2 separate regions of the Arachis hypogaea genome follow, and region 2 is linked to region 1. The links are chromatin contacts, called in public Hi-C maps. All regions are on one chromosome and are shown on one strand. Each heading gives the region's core, a stretch centred on a gene start, on an enhancer-like site or on the middle of the called end of the contact. The rest is flanking DNA. Distances are from core to core; before and after follow the strand shown. Region 1 holds the start of LOC112732816 (bifunctional UDP-glucose 4-epimerase and UDP-xylose 4-epimerase 1). Region 2 holds the start of LOC112732834 (gamma carbonic anhydrase-like 2, mitochondrial).

Region 1 (3,138 bases), core at 374-2,873:
GTGAGGGTAACTTTTCTAATATAACATTTTTATTTGAATCATGGGTTGTGATATACAAGTACTCATAATTTTCCTCATTCATTGTCTCAATATGATATCCATTTCTACGAATATCTTTGAAACTCAATAAGTTTCTTAGAGACTTAGTAGACAATAATGCATTATTTATTATGAATTTTGTTCCTCCAGGAAACAAAATTATAGCTCTTCTGGAGCCTTCTATCACATTGCCTGAGCCAATAATAGTATTAACATATTCTTCTTTTAGCACAAGATGGGTAAAATATATATTACTTTTAAGAATCGTGTGCGAACTTGCACTATCCACAAGGCATACATCCTCATTATATATCCTTGCCATTTTTTTCAAAGATAAATAATAATAAAATGAGTAGAAATACACATTCAATAATTTTGAAATTCATAAATATCATATTTGAAATTCAGATGCATAAAAATAAAACTTAACAAAAAGTTTATTATTTATTTACATGAATACTTAACAAATTCACGTATTAAACTATTCCATCATTGATTAAATAGCTAATATTTTCTTCAGGATCCTCAATTGATTTATTTTTGTCCATTGTTTCTTTCTTTATCCCACTTCTGGTGAGATCATTTCTTGTGAATATAATTCTTTTTCCTTCCATAATTTTTTTTGCTACCAAAACCTTGCCACATACCTCTTCGGGGGTAATGATTTGCCGCATTTGCTTCAGGAAATGGGACGGCGCCAACTGGACGCACTTCATGATTCCTTAAAAGTAATTCATCGAGCAACAAAATGTCAAGAAATTAACTCAAAATACTTTTTAAATCCTTTTTATCGATATTGCTGCTGCAGGAGCACATTCGAGGCATAGAAGGTCGAGAAAGTTTTCTCTAACATATCATTATTAGATATCCTTTCCCCATATAATTTCATTCGTGAGGTGATTCGAAACATTGCTGAATTATATTCATTTATCATTTATGGATTTAAAATCCTGTTGACGCAAGTGCGTCCATTCATATCAGGTTTGAGGAAGTATCACCGTCATTTTATGATTATACCTTTCTTCAAGGTCTTCCCATAGATCTGCAGGATCTTTTATTGTAAGATATTCATTTTTCAATGGCCTTGGCTTTATCCTTTTGGAATACATTATTTTCAGCCTTAATAGTATCTTCAAGATCCATTGAATCAAAATGGATTTCAGCATCTAGTATCTATGATAAATAATTGTTTCTAGATATATCAAGAGCATTAAATTCAAGATGAGAGAACTTCGACATAATGAAAATTTATTACCTCGAGTCTTTCTAAAATTTGATCAGAGTCTCGTGCTGATAACGTGTTGTAAAATAAATAAATAAATAAGATATAAAAAAAAGACTCTAATATTAATATTTACCAATATAATTATCTCACTATAATAATAAAAGTAACTTATATATTAACTATTATTATATTAGTAACATATGAAAAAAAAAAAAATTGTGTATAAACAATATAAAAAAAAGGAATTATTATTGATTATTCATGTGTATATAATCTCAAATCATATCCTATTTATAAATATATAAAATATTTATTTTTCAACCCTCATTTAATAAAATTCTCTTAATAACATGATTTTTATCATAAAAAAGATCGAACCGTTTAATAGATATCCACTTTTATTCTTATCACAACACATCTAACGTAATCCTAAGCTTTTGCGTTGTGCAGCTGTAATTGAGCGATCCCAATGGGAATGGGAGTGTGATTGTAGTCCCAGTTCATTAATGAATCGCACTTAATAGTGGGACCTGACGTGTAAACCCAATCCGCAAAGCCTAAACTGAATTGCATTACAAACCAGAAAAGAAAAGAAAAGACGATGAAAAAAGAGGCGCCAAACCAAACTAATCAAACGGATTAATAGGGATACAGGGAACACAATAGAAACTGTTTTTCACACATTAAAGATTCCTGTACCCATTACTTATCCTTTATAAACAACCCGTACTCCTCCTTCTCACACCTCAATCGCATTCTCTCTCTTTTCCATCGCTCTCATTAATCACTCTCTGTTCGCTCAAAACAGTAAAACACTTTCTTCTCTCTTTCCGAGAGACTATGGTGTCGTCCAATCAAACGATACTGGTGACCGGTGGTGCCGGTTTCATCGGCACTCACACTGTGGTTCAACTCCTCAAGGGAGGTTTTAGGGTTTCAATCATTGACAATCTCGACAATTCCGTCATGGAAGCTGTTGACCGGGTCAGAGAGCTCGTCGGTCCTCACCTCTCTCAGAACCTCGAATTCAACCTCGTATGTTCCAATTTCAATCGTTTTCTTCGAGCAACGCTCTTTTTTTTGAATCTGCGTTGCCTTCAATTGAATTTTTATGTTTCCTTTCCTTCCTTTTTCGCAGGGCGATCTCAGGAATAAGGATGACTTGGAGAAACTCTTCTCCAAAACAAAGTTAGTGAAACATTAGAATTCAGACTCTGTTTTTGTGATGTTTTTCTTCGAAAATATATGTGGAAGCGTTGTTTTTCATTTTTCATATGTAACAGGTTTGATGCTGTTATCCACTTTGCTGCTCTTAAAGCTGTTGGAGAAAGCGTTGCCAAGCCTCGTCGCTATTTTGATTTCAATCTGGTTGGAACCATCAATCTATATGAAGTTATGGCCAAGTATAATTGCAAAAAGGTGCGTCTTCTATTTTCTTTGGAACAAATTGGGATAGAAATGAATACAAGCTAAGTGAGGTCAGTCTTTGGATTAAGATGGAGAGGAATCATTAAAGTCGGCATTATTTTTTTTTGAGTGAATACTTAACCCGACTGTGACAATTATCTCGAAAAGACTAAGACAAAAAAGTACCAACCCAGTTCCTAAAATTTACTTTTATGGGATTGATTAGTTCAGGAAAAAAAAAAAACTAAGATATGGGCTAATCAGTCCCATAAAAGTAAAATGTCTCTTTGTCTTTAGAGGTAATTGTCAGGGGCCGTTTAGGGTTTTTTTTTATGTTTTTAGGGTAAAGTATTAAATTGGTGTCCTAAGTTTGGGTGTAATTTTGACCTCACGGTGCGATTATACTGAAGCTAAATAAAATTATTTGAATATAAATAGAATACTTTAAACTTTAAAAAACCAAAACA
Region 2 (3,138 bases), core at 324-2,823, 440 kb after region 1:
TTTTTGAGGTCATAACAATCGTCGGTAGAATGTCGTAGATCTTAGGATATTCACAATATTCTGAATAATTTCTCTCTTTCTTACTTTTAATGGGCTTGGAAGGTGATATTTTTTCAATGTGACAGATCTCTTTGTAGACATCAACTAGTGAGACCTATAGAGGACTGTAAGAGTGATATCTTCTGGGTTTGTCTGAGTTATTGTATTATTTTTTCTTGGTCTCCTTCTCTTTTTCCCAAAGTTGATACTGATTTTTTTAGAGGTAAGTCTTCTTAATTGTGCAGTTTGTTCCATATTGATATATTTTTCAGCTCGCTCCTAAACCTTATACAAAGAGGTCGGATGTCTCTTTGAAATGAATTGTGAGAAGAGACTTTCCTTGAGGCCATTAACGAGCCCCATGATTGCTGCTTCAGTAGGAAAGTTTTAAATTTCTAAACATGCTTTACGGAACAGGGGTATGACAATTGCATGATCGTCATTGTGTTGATCAGGTTCTGATTCTGATACAGTATGTCCATCTTTAGGATGGTTGTCCGCCATGGTTGGGTATAGACTTTCAGGTCCCCGATAATGACGCCAATGTTCCTAGGTTTACCTAGAATCAATGTGATCTGAGTCTGAACGTGAGGTCCAGACTTCTTTTGAAATGAGATACTCCTATGTCTCCTTAGTAAGGGGTTGTTGTCCGAGCTCTTTAGAGAGGATGGTGGGATAACCTGCAAGAAACTCTGATGCTCAAATTAACAAGAATTTTAGGCAGGATTTTAGTAGATTGGAGTTCGAAAAATACCTGAAGGTGTCAAGGTACTTATAATAGTAGGGAAAATAAATTATCTTTATGAATAGGGTTGGGTCTATTGTAGCTTCACTCCTTGGGATAAGTTATCCAAACAAGTGGAATAAGTTGAACGTAGTGAAACGAAAAGCTCTATACGTATAGTCGAGATCTTGAGTCGAGTCCTCTCCTTCAATCCGTTGCTTGTTTGGTAGCTTATCCACTTATCTTAGTAGTTATTTTCTCCCTTTTATCTAGGAGTTGTGTAGATATCCTTTCTAAATCAGTAAGAAAATATATAAGAGTTAGTTATTTATTTAAACAAGTAGGGTTAAACCCATATGCTATGTTCGACCTCTTTCAGGTCGGGTAGACCACGGTATAGATATGAATTCTTGCTCTATAGAGTGTTGATTGAACTTTTAATCATTTTGAGTCTGACTCTTGTAATGGACCATGATATAAACAAAATTTTTTTATTTTATTTTAGAAAAAAAATTCCGTTTAAGGAAGTTGTAGAACATATTAGACATCGAAATATGATTATTTAGTAAATTTTTTTTATTAATAATTTAATATAGATAGATATAGATTAATATTTTAGTTATTTATTATGGAGTTTTATATAGCAAAATATTCCTATAAAACTTAGGATATTAGTATTTATCATTTTTTTTTCAAAATTAATATCACTATACAAATTATTGAAAAAAATAATAAAAAGAATGTAGTGTAAGAGTAAACAAGCAATTGGACCGGGCTAAAATTGTTAGCCCAACTTGTGAAACCAGTAAATCATATATTGGGCTTAAAATACCCGGGTTCTCTTGGATAGTCCAGAGACACATTCCCCCTTCCCTCACTCTCTGTTGTCGTCTCACACCCACCATCTCCGATTCCACACTCACTGTTTCACCATCACAGTTCTCTCTTTCACTGTGTCTCATGGCGAGTCTAGCACGCTTCTCTAGAAGAGCCCTAAGGAGTGCTCACACAATAGCAAACCGCCACGTGGAATCGCCACAGCTGCTGCACACAGCTGAGCGCGCTTTTGCGACGCAAGCTCCCAATTCGATAACTGCATCGCCGGATCGGGTGAATTGGGACTACAGAGGGCAAAGGAAGATAATCCCGCTGGGTCAGTGGCTCCCGAAGGTCGCTGTCGATGCCTACGTGGCACCCAATGTCGTCCTCGCCGGACAAGTCACTGTCTGGGACGCTGCTTCCGTCTGGCCCGGCGCCGTCCTCCGCGGCGATCTCAACAAGATCACTGTTGGATTCTGTTCCAACATTCAGGAGCGCTGCGTCCTTCACGCTGCTTGGTCTTCTCCCACAGGTTAGGTTATTTTCCCCCTTTATATTTTTCTGTTAGGTTATTACCGTTACAATAGCTTGTAATTTTCGTTGAGTTTGTTTGCTTTCTGATGAAATATAACATCAAACAGCGGGAGTTTTGTTTTGGCGTTGCAAATTGTTCATTTATTTGAGCAGGTGGTTTCTTTCTGAGCAGGTAGCCACATGCTAGTTTCTAGGGGTTTAGATTCATAAAATTCATGCTTTGGAAATGTTTTATCCTATTAATTGGATTTTTCGCCTTTTTATTTTATTTTTTTAATGTTATGCCTATGTATATGTATATGAAAATTCTACAACAATCAAGATTGTGTATTTTAGCATGTTCGCCACAGTTTATGCCAAAATTGAAATCATAATTCACCTAATATAATGTCTTGCAGCTGAATTGCGTCCTAAGATTTTTATACATTGTTTTATTCGCATTATATCCTTATCCTTCATACTTGTCTGTGCTTCATATTTTTATATCGGATCTTGCGTGATGTAAGCCTTTAACTTGTAAATATGCTTGATGTTATGTCCTCTGCAACACTTGTAATGCCATATTGCAATGGTGAAAGATAAACTAGCTTAAATGAGTTCATTTGATAATCTGTTTTCAAATCTCTTAGTGTTGGCACATAATCATCATATATTATTAGCTAGCCTTTGATTTATTCTTTTTGTTTCACGATTTAATGGATTCTTAACTTCTAATAGTAAATTGATGAATGGTTCAGTTTTCTGGTCATTTTCAACCGTTTCCAATTGCTTTCTTCCCTTTCTCAACTATTGTGTCACTGTGTCATTTAACTCGAGAAGCTGGAGTACAATTGGATGGTTACCTGTGCCTCGATAGATATGAGCTTCTAGTATAAAGCCATTAATTTGCTTTTAGCAGGGACGGAAGCATGTAATAATTTTTGGCATCATCGAAATACTTTAATCCCTATATTTATGTTCTTTAATTGTTGAATTCTTTGCTGTTGGTGCTGTTTATGGTGGAAGTACAATTCAGTTTTTCT

Evidence for each region. Hi-C and Micro-C count contacts between places; a contact is called where the count stands out from the background.
Region 2: a contact with region 1 is called in a Hi-C map of leaf, with 4 times the contacts expected there. The contact joins the promoter of LOC112732834 here to the promoter of LOC112732816 in region 1. A contact is called at or near these places in 2 of 8 Hi-C or Micro-C datasets (both in leaf).

What each region holds. Positions count from the first base shown.
Region 1 is chr13:115,465,957-115,469,094 of arahy.Tifrunner.gnm2.J5K5, forward strand. LOC112732816 (bifunctional UDP-glucose 4-epimerase and UDP-xylose 4-epimerase 1) reads left to right here and starts at 1,624. Exons shown (of 9, transcript XM_025781617.2): 1 at 1,624-2,299; 2 at 2,403-2,452; 3 at 2,548-2,683. The coding sequence starts at 2,105.
Region 2 is chr13:115,907,294-115,910,431 of arahy.Tifrunner.gnm2.J5K5, forward strand. It overlaps LOC112732834 (gamma carbonic anhydrase-like 2, mitochondrial), which reads left to right and starts at 1,574. Exons shown (of 2, transcript XM_025781644.3): 1 at 1,574-2,114. The coding sequence starts at 1,724.